Linked DNA regions of Triticum aestivum: region 2 is linked to region 1. Evidence: chromatin contacts called from public Hi-C data. All regions are on one chromosome and are shown on one strand. The core of a region is the stretch at or near the end of the contact, and the rest is flanking DNA. Distances in the headings are between cores, read along the strand shown. Region 1 holds the start of LOC123072074 (probable protein S-acyltransferase 7). Region 2 holds the start of LOC123072075 (NAC domain-containing protein 83).

The links. Hi-C and Micro-C count contacts between places; a contact is called where the count stands out from the background.
Region 2: a Hi-C map of leaf shows a contact between it and region 1, with 4 times the contacts expected there. The contact joins the promoter of LOC123072075 here to the promoter of LOC123072074 in region 1. A contact is called at or near these places in 3 of 5 Hi-C or Micro-C datasets (all in leaf).

Annotation. Positions count from the first base shown.
Region 1 is chr3B:735,763,963-735,769,148 of IWGSC CS RefSeq v2.1, reverse strand. It overlaps LOC123072074 (probable protein S-acyltransferase 7), which reads left to right and starts at 1,503. Exons shown (of 5, transcript XM_044495629.1): 1 at 1,503-1,795; 2 at 2,408-2,590; 3 at 3,295-3,591; 4 at 3,912-4,145; 5 at 4,239-4,999. The coding sequence starts at 1,721. The coding sequence ends at 4,670.
Region 2 is chr3B:736,198,362-736,203,606 of IWGSC CS RefSeq v2.1, reverse strand. It overlaps LOC123072075 (NAC domain-containing protein 83), which reads right to left and starts at 1,488. Exons shown (of 2, transcript XM_044495630.1): 1 at 1,055-1,488; 2 at 204-963. The coding sequence starts at 1,274. The coding sequence ends at 488.

The DNA of each region.
Region 1 (5,186 bases), core at 254-2,753:
CCACCCCCGACACTTGCCCACCTTTCTTTTTTCAACTAGCAGTAGTGTAAATAAAGAAGAGAGGATCCCTGACCCTGCCGAGTGCCGACCGATCTCGTCGCCTTCCGATCTCTTCCATCCATCTTTTGCTTTGCTTTCTCGTATCGTATGCAGACCCGGCATCTGCTTTTCCCGTTGCTCTTGCTGTGGAAGCAAACCCACCTTGGTTTTTTCTACTTCCAGTGATGCTAGCTCGGCAGTCTGTGCTGACTTTCAGATCCGGCCTCATTCATAGTGAGTGATGGACTGCAAATTGATGTGCGTGGTGCCAACGAACTCGGCCGTCCGTTTATTGCTTGAGGCGCTAGTACTACTACTCACTTAGCATTTCTACCCTTCTTTCTTTTGTGAGCATTGATGGAAAAATCTAGGAAACCCCTAGTGCTCATTCGACTGATTACCATGACCGCCCCCGCATAGTCCAGCTTTGCAACCCGAGCCTTGTTACAACCCTTTTAAGTGCAACACAAGCTCTGTTGCAGAGTGACCAGTACGAGGGAGGGCAGTGGTGGCTGGATACCGCATCGACGACAACGATACGGGTCCTCGACGACGACGGTGCACGGACTGGGGTTCCATGTTACACTCGATCCACGCCGGATCGAGCATATCCTGCACGATATGGTGTGCCATGTTGTTGTAGAGGGCAAGAATAGAGGGAGGACGTGTTCCCGACGGCGGGCGGTAGCTATTGCTGCGACGGTCGGCGGCGCCGCACTAGACGCAACTCTGTTGGGGATGGGGGATAGTGGAAGTGGGGATTGTTGTGTTTGCAACATGTTCGTTCAGTCTGTTGGACGAGGTGATGCGACATGGATCAGTGAACGCAACATGTCCTATTTTGCAAACCACGAGCACAATCTGGCATATGTTGCACACAAATGGGTCGCAATGCAGATTCAACAACTCTGGAGGCGGTTGATTTTCTCCGGCGTTGGCCGGTTGACGCATAGCACCGTCCAAAAAACTACAGTGTTCCCTCCGATTGATATTAATTTTCGTTAATTTAGTACAAAGTTGTACTGTATTAATTAGAGTAGCCACAATTTATATGGACAGGAGGGAGTAGAACATTTTAACCAGCATTGCTATCAATTTTCCTCAGCTCCTCTCTCATTTATACCTGACAATCCATCCGAAAGACAGGCACCATGTTTCTTCTCTTTTCCAGCTCAACTGCTCAATGGGTGTATTTGAATTACGAAGTGGTGCCACAGTTCAGTTGTACTAACCCCCACTCCAGCAACTTTTAGCAACACAGATCACAGCACACCAACGTCCATTAAACAAAACAAAACACATGGAGACTAGTAGAAAGGTGCGAAGCTACTTAATCATATTCAAATGAGCTAGGAGGAGGAAAACAAAAAAATCCTAAAACTCCAGGGGCGTAGATGCAAAACCAAAAGGCACGGACCCGGTTATTACTACGCGTCCCCAGCTAGCGAGCCCCCCTCCATCTGCTGCGCTCTCTCTCTCTCTCTCGGGGTGTCAGGTTTCTCTGTCTGGGCTCCCGGCATCGGCGGCGGCGCGGCGGCGGGCGGGCATTGGGAGGGAGCTCACGGCCCCGGCGGCGGGCGGCGGAGCGGGCGCGGGAGCAAGGGAGGGAGCTCTCCGGCGGCCATGCCGCGATCCGGGGCGTGATCCCGCAGGGGATTGCTGGCCCGGGAGCGCCGCGGCGATGAACGGGCCGAGCGCCGGCGCCGGCTCCGGCGGCGAGGGGCCGCTGGTGTACCAGGCCTGGAAAGGGAACAATGTGAGCCCGCCGCCTCCCCTCTCCTCTAACCCACCTTCCATGTCCCCCCCCCCCCCCCCCCCCCCCCCCCCCCCCCCCCCCCCTATTGGGCGCGCGCGTGGATCTGTGCGTCCTCGAGGTGGTCGCTAGATTGGCTTGCGGAAATGCATGCTAGGGTTCTTCTGCTGAGCTCCGCGTAGATGGTTGCTCGTTTTTTCTCCTTGCGTTTTACTAGTACGATTTTGTGCATCGTGTGCTAGGGGAGTGTAGGTTCTGGGACATATGTGGTGACAGTGGTGTCCTTGTTCTTGTTCATGACAAGGACAGTAAACGCCAGTGGACAGTTTTGATTCGGTGCTAGTTAATGTGGTAAGGAATGGAGTTTTAGCTGAGACTTAATGCTTCTAGCAATGAATGTATTAATGATCCTTCCACTTTGATGATGCTAAATTGTAAGTGTATATTTCGCTTCACTTGTTCTTTTCCGAACGAATTATTCATAGAGAAAGTGTCATTGGTGCCTACATTAGCTTGGGAAGAAGTTGTCTGTGTGAGATCTTCAGACTGTTGTTGTGCAGCTAAGCAGTGGAGAAAATGTGACTGGGACTGATATAGTGTACTGTCTATTTGCAGGTATTTTTCCTCCAGGGGAGGTTTATATTTGGACCCGATGCGAGATCCTTGTTTGTCACCATGTTCCTCATTATCGCTCCAGTAACAGTCTTCTGTGTGTTCGTTGCAAAAGAATTGATGAATAGCTTCTCTTATGGCCTGGGGTTACCGGTGATGGTTGTGGCAGTTGTATTCACGGCATATGTGAGTACCATTTGTAACCCTTTCGGATCACCTTCTTCCTTGATTTTCAGATATGTCTTGCACTCAGTACATGTTATTGTTTGGGGATAGTCGGTGGGACTTTCATTAGTTACAAGCTGCTTTGCAAGTTCAGATAATGCACATGCTGTGAATCCATTTTTTTTTATTAAAGAGAGGCCTCCCTCTCCAATTTCCATTGAAAGAACCAATATGGTTCGATTACAAGGCTGTGAATCTACTCTGGGTTTTATGTGATTACATGTCCAATCAATAGGAAGTGAGAAACATATAAGTTGAAGTACAGATTGTACTACTATGAGTATGTGCCTTTATTTAAATTGCTTTTTAATTAGCCGATTTGTTCCAGATAATACAGATCTGGACTATGATATTGTGCTAATTGAACTGTAATACCTTCCTTGGTCATGCTTGTCGTGTTTATTGACCAATTGATCCTGATTGTATAAATGCAATTGGGTTTGTGGATATCAAGGAAGGGGGCCATAGCTTGTTGTACCCTTGAACTTGCTGGCCAGTAGCAGCAGCATATTTTAATGCTGCTATCCCCTCACACCTTGTGAACTGGATATAAATACAATGTTGTTGTCTTTGTTTGTGATTTTTCCTGGTAAACAGAAAAATGTATGTATCCACAGTACTCTTCACTTACTGCTTTGGCTTTTCTGTCATCTGTCACTCTGCAGGATTTGAGTCTTCTATTTCTCACTTCTGGGAGGGATCCAGGAATCATACCTCGAAATGCACATCCTCCAGAACCTGAAGGTTTTGAAGGCAATGCTGAAGTTGGAGCTAACCAGACTCCACCATTGCGGTTGCCCCGAGTGAAGGACGTCGTTGTGAATGGAATCACTGTGAAGACAAAGTACTGTGACACCTGTATGCTGTACCGGCCTCCTCGATGCTCCCATTGCTCTATCTGCAACAACTGCGTCGAGCGATTTGACCATCACTGCCCATGGGTTGGGCAGTGCATAGGACTTGTAAGTTCATTAACCGAATACACATACCTATAAATAGCATGTTGTACCCCTTTTTTTTTTGCATTGCCTTGTGCAGGCCACACTCATATTTTGGTTCTTGAGAATATCTAAGAGGTCTAAGCTCTTTACTATGCAATATTTCATCTCTTGTTGTACTCTACACTTGTTAGTTTGATTCACTTGCATATGCTGACAGAATAGTATGCTAGCATTTCATATTGTGGTATATAGCATCGCCTGTTTCAACATGCTCAGTTCTGTTTGATTGATAGATTCTGAAATAATTTGAAGTGCTTACAAGGTTGCATATGATTGTGCAGCGGAATTACAGGTTCTTCTATATGTTTGTCTTCTCAACGACTCTTCTCTGCCTCTATGTCTTTGGATTCTCCTGGGTGTACATTATTAAGATCAGAGATGCGGAGCAGATAACAATATGGAAGGCAATGGCAAAGACCCCTGCGTCGATCGCTCTGGTTGTATACACATTTATCGCGGTTTGGTTTGTTGGTGGCCTCTCAGTGTTTCACTTGTATCTCATGAGCACTAACCAGGTAAATACTGTTCCCTGAAATGGTATAATTCCAGTCTCGCGTCGTGATTCCATTCTGTCAGTTGCTAACCATTTTTGCCATTTACTTCTGTAGACAACATATGAGAACTTCAGGTATCGCTATGACCAACGGGCCAACCCATACAACAGAGGAGTTGTGGAGAACATCAAGGAGATCTTCTTCACGCCGATCCCTGCTTCCAGGAACAACTTCGGCGCCAGAGTTCCACAGGAGCAGGGCCTGAGGCCTCGCTCGACGAACGGTTTCATGAGCCCAAACATGGGGAGAGCTGTTGGCGACATCGAGATGGGCAGAAAGCCGGTGGCATGGGATGAGCCCAGGATGGCAGCAGAGATAGGCGACCTGGGCGGTCTGGGCAACTTGCTGGAGGACAAGGATGGCAGGTTCCGCAACGCATCACCAGATCTAAGCCGTGACGCCCTCGTGGTCGGTGGCTTGGATGAGCAAGGCTCCTCGGTGATGAACCCACCACGGACGAGCTGGGGAGTCGAAGCGGGCAGGTGATGGTAACTGGCCAATGTGGCCATCTAAGCAGCTATAGTGGAGGAGGACTAAGGGGTGTATGTTAGTGCCAGCTTGTTCGTAGTTTGGTGTCGTGGTTGAGACTCGGGGTCAGTGATGTTGTTATTAGGCCTATGACCTGGTTGTTAATTCTTGCATCATGTATCAGTGGTTTTTAAGCAGATTGTTGGTGTGTGAGGTCTCCAGTTCAGTAGAATCTTAATTGTGTCTGTATATAGTTTGGAGTGGTGAACCCGGAAATGGATTGGTTTGCTTTGGCTTCCGTTGTCAAAGATTGTGAACGGCATTGTACCTTTCAATTTATGCTGCCACTCCAATGCTTGAATTTCTCCCTCTTTTTTAAATTTGAGATGTTTTTTTATGACAGATTCTAGATGTTGATTTCGTGTTGCTGCTGTATACATTTACATTTTAGAACGCACTTGTGTACTTGGACGTTGATGGAGCTACCTTATTCCTTGTAGGAAACTTCACCTTCTTGTTATTGCTCATGAAATG
Region 2 (5,245 bases), core at 239-2,738, 430 kb before region 1:
CCATCATCACCACGCACGCACGCACACGCACAGCTGTAGCTTATTGTAAAATTCGTGAATCCGCTCGCTTTCTGCCTCCATGAACTGAGCTCCGACGCCTTCCTGCCCTGCTTTCTCTGCGCTGCCGCTCTGTGTTTCTACTGTACCTGTTTGCAGTCGCTACCTAGTTCATTCTTTACTTGTTGATTTGTGCAAGAGGAAGCTGAAATTCACGAGCAAAAGAACTCGGATTTAACCTTGGAACATGAACTCTTTGATTCACTGTGAGCTCTCTCGGTCTCAGCTCACTCGTCAAACATGGTGAGGTGTTTGATTGCTTGAGCTCGGTTGGTTGGTTTCTTGAGCTCAGTTTGTTTCTCCTGATAAGTTGGGACTGATGATTACTACTACGAGGTACTACTAGTGCTACCACATTAGCGGATCGACGAATTAACGGGGCACTCATTAGAAAATTACAGGGACCATGATTGAAGTCAGGTCAGCTACTCTAATGCTCTCGCCGCGGCGAATTGGAGGCGGTCTCATCGTCGTCCTCCTCCATGCCGCTGCGCGACTCGGTCACGCAGGAGGATGCCGGGGACGGCGATGCCGGTGTCATGTCGGCGTCGCCCCTACTACGCCGCCCCGCTGTGTCGCGGCGAGCTGGAGTGGCCTTCTTGAACACGCGGCAGACCACCCAGTCCTTGGCGGCGTGGAGGCTCTTGGCGGTGGCGTAGGCGGCGAGGCCGGCGGGGAGGAGGCGATACTCGTGCATGGCCCAGCCGGTGCGCGCGCCGCCGGGGCGGCAGAAGACGAGCGTCCGCTTGGCGCCGATGGGCCGCCCGCAGCGGGGCGCCACGACCAGCCGCTCCTTTCCGGAGGCCCTCCACACGCCGCTGCCACCCGCCCTGCCGGTGCCGCCGCCCTTCCGCCAGCACCCCGTCGCCGGCAGGTGGAAGAAGTAGCGCTCGCCGTCGGCCTCGCCTGCGTGCACATGGCAAACAGTCAGCGCAATGCGCCAGCAATGCAGCCGCAGCTCCGTTGGTCAGTGATATGGGGAGTAAGTGGAGCGTACCTGGCAGGTCCCATGGGTGGAGGCGCGCGAGGTCGGCGACGGGGATGATGTCGGCGGGGAGGGGGCAGGAGAGGGCCTTGCGGCGCAGGTAGTGCAGCAGCAGCTCCTCGTCGGTGGGCCGGAACCGGAAGCCGATCGGCAGCCCGCCCTGCCCGGCCGGCACCCGGCACCCGCCGGTGACTGCGGCCTCCTCGGTCCGTCTCTCCGCCGGCAGCGCCATAGATGCACACACGAAACAAAACCCAACCCAACTAAGCAAGCAAGCAAGATTACTTCCTCTCTCTGTCTCTTGGATGTGTGCTTGCTGTAGGCTCGGTCACATGCAAGTCAGACTCACACACTCGCTCGCCCCTCCATGGAGGACGGAGCAGAGCTAGAAGAGAGAGTGGTTGGGCTCGTGCGGGTGCGGGATGATAGCTAGCGGGAAAGGGGGAGGCGGTTGGCGGTTATATAGTGGCAGAGAGTGGAGCCGGTGTCGTGAAACACACTCAACCGCCATCGCTGAGCTCGGCTTTCTTCTTGCCCTTTCCATCAAGCGAAGGGAACAGAGAAAGGGAAAAGAGAGAGCGAGCGTCCCGTGCAGCCCTTAATCACCCTCTAACCGGTGAGCTCTAGGCTTAAGCAAGCAAGTAGGGTCCCTCTGCACCTGTCTCCGGGAGAGGGGAAGGAGAACAAGGCATCCATCGCCGCAGCGCAGCTGGACTATCTTTTTCGTGTGCGCGCGATTCTCTTCTCTCTTTTCTTTTCTTTGCGCCCGTCGAAACGAAATTCCTTCTCATCTCCTCGCTTCCTTTTCTTTTTCTTTTCTGCTGTAGGAGGGGAGGAGGGAGAAGGAGAAGCTTCCACGTTACAGCAACGCACTGGAACGGGGAATCAACGGCCTCAGCGGCCACCTACCTTGGATTCCAACATTCAATTTGCGACCTTATTTCTTTTTATTATCGTCGTCTCCTTGGCCTCGGAGAAGGAATCGGAGGGAAAGTCGCTCCCTCGCTGACACCTCGCGTGCCCGTGCGGCAGTGCCCAAAAGAGATGGATGGGCTGCGCGAGAAGCATCATTCAAGCTTAATTACTTCACCAGTTCACCTTCCGGACGTTTGATGAGTGCATTGCAGCAACGGCGGCCCGCTTTTGGGGTGGACTTTACAGCGGCTTTCGGAGTCAAACGCATGGCCGCCGGCCGTTGCCACTTGCCCCTCCGCCCCCGCCTCCGGCTTTGGCTTTGGCTTTGCTGCGGCATCCGAGGGGAGGTCCCCGGCCGGGTGGTTGCACGGGTGAAGTGGACGGGGCACGGGCGCGCGGCGCCATGCATGCCGCGCACGGCCATCGGGCAGTGCGCGTGGCTGGCATCACTAGCGCGCGCGCACTGCAACATTGTGTAGCTTCCTTCGTCCATGGGTGCGTGCGTCCGTCCGTGCCCGGCTGTCTGGCTACCCAGGTGCCCAGGTCAGGCTCAGTAGTACGTCGTCGTCGCCTGCGCTTTCCCGTCACGTGAACCGCACCGGCCGGCCCCTGTCCTGTCCTCGCTGCCGTCCCGGCACCGGTGCTGTTCCGTCCGGACTCCGGCGACTGCCGATGGATCGGTACATGGACTGATCTCTACTCAACCACGTGAGCAGTGGCGTTTCCTTTTGGACGTACCGACACCCTTTTCTGCATGCGGTTGGATTTGTCGATGCATGGGCGGTGGTGTATGTCCATCCGTGGTAGCGCGGGCGTCCGGCGCGACGGGCCGGTTGGCCACCGGCGCCAGCGACGATCCCTTCACTGTTGTGCTGACTGGGAGAGAACGCACCAAGCACCTGTGTCTCGGACGATTTGGCACTTCCGCTATTCCTTCAGCCTTCAGGGACTGGTTCTGGACCGGGACATGTCAACAAGAAAAAACACAGATGATCTTTTGTTCTCCAATCTAGTCCTTGTAGTCGTCTATAGGTGGTCTATAAATCTGGGTATATTTTTTATTATTTCTAGTAGTCATCACCAATCTAGTTCTTATAGTCATCGCTGGGTGATCTATAAATATAGATATAATTTTTATTATTTCGAGGGTTCATTGTACTACCATGATTGGTGATGAATAGATCAAAAATTTCTCACAAAAATTCATGAAATTGCAAAGTTTTTTTTGAACACAGTACAAACGCAAGCGCTCATATAAACGTACATACACTCACCCCTATGAACGCACACACGCACGCCCTACCCCTATGAGGACCTCCGAAAGACTGAGCCGGCATATCATATTAAAATTTACGAAGTCCCCGTAGGCACCTCGTCGTCGACGGGAACGTCTCTTCCCACTGAATGCACATCGCTGAAATCCTGAAATAGTCCAGGAATAAATGCGAGCACCAGGACTTGAACCCTGATGGGCTGGGTATACCACAGTCCCTCTAACCATCTAACCACAGATTGGTTCTCATTAAATTACAAAGTTAGTAGTATCGACTGCAACCATTATTTTTCCTTCGGAGAATTGGCCTCAACAATCCTTTGCGATACTCTGTCTTTACTGGGCAACAACAAAAATTGGATGGCCTAGCAACCCCAAAAAACAAAAAACATGAAAAAAATGGATTGCTCCGCTCGTTATTCTGGGAGCAGTCGGATTCGAGCTCCACACGCTAATAGTGCTATTCGACCCTACTTTCAGCACAACGTTAACATATATATACCCAGTGTGAATTATTTAAAAATTCTTAACAAATTTGAAAACAGCCACAAATTTGAAAAAAGTTCACGGTTTCAGAGCTTCGTTGGAAATAAAAGTGTTCAGGAAATTGAAAAAAGTTCATGAAATTTGAAAAAACATTCCTGAAAAATTCCAAAAAGTCCACGAGCTACAAGTTCATGCATTTGAAAAATATTCACCAATTTGAAAAACAAATTATGGACTGGGGAAGAGCTCATGAATTTGAAAACTGTTCACAGAAAATAGAAAAATAAAAATAAAAAGGAAAGGAAAACCGAGAAAAAAAAGAAAGAAGAAGAAGAAGAAAACAAGAGAAAAAACTGAACAGAAACCGATTGGAAAAACTAGGAAAAATGTATAAAGGAAACTAAATTATATGGGCCGGCCCTTCACTGTTGTGCGCACGGCATGAAAACATGCTTAGCCGGCACTTAAGGCCCGGAATAGGGTCCTGTTTCTTTTTTTTAGTGTCTATGTCTGTGGCCGATTCTCCAAAAGAGAAAAACAACAAAAAAATGTATGTTTTCTTTCAAGAATCGCCCTAGCCATCCTTTTCTTTAGACAACAAAGCAGCAACAACAAAAGCGTACAAACATACGAACGACCGAGCTGGAACCAATAAGCACATACACATAATTTTGCACATCCTTTGTGTTCGGTTATGTCATTATTGTTGATAAAACGAAGTTATTGTTGCAAAATTGAAATGTGTAGAGGACAATGGACATTGTTTCTCTTTTTTAGACATATTATGAAGATATGGAAGAAGGCTCTGGGGGATGTGGCCGAAGAGCAAACAGGAAACCTTGGATGTATATCGGCGGAAAAAGTCAATTTTAAACCCTGAATTTGTAGAGGTTCGACAAACATAACCATCAAATTGAAATCTCAATTGATTGCACCATGACTATGCAATCTCGGTCTATATTGAACCGTGGCATCATTTGGCAAACGAGGATTGTCGGGCGTGTCAAAGGATGGTCGGAATTGATGCCATTTTACACTGTTCCATGTTGGGCGGGCCCACTTTATTTTTTTCCTTCTTTAAAAGGTGTAGTTTTTCTTCTGCTTTAAAACTGCAAAAGAAAGCACTCAGGGTGACTCGAACCCAAGACCTCCTACTGTTGGTCGACAGAAGTTACCACCAGGGACAGCAAATCTGTTGTGTTCACTTGCTGCCTTTTTCTTTTTTTCCTTCTCTTTATGTTTATTTTTTGTTTTTCATTTTTTATTAAGTTCTCGTCCATATTAGTAGGAAATAGAAAAAAAAGAACGTCGTGAACTAGATTTTCCAAAGGAAAAAAAGGTCACAGATTTTTCTAAATTCTTTTACGGATTTAGAAAAAGTTCAATTTTTTATTAAAAGAAGTTCACCGATTTTCAAAAGAAAATTTCATGGATTTGAGAAAAGTTCACGGATTCACAAAAGTGCATGGGTTTTGTAAAAAGGTTCGCGAATTAAAACAAAGAACTGAAGAAAGTATCACACATTAGAT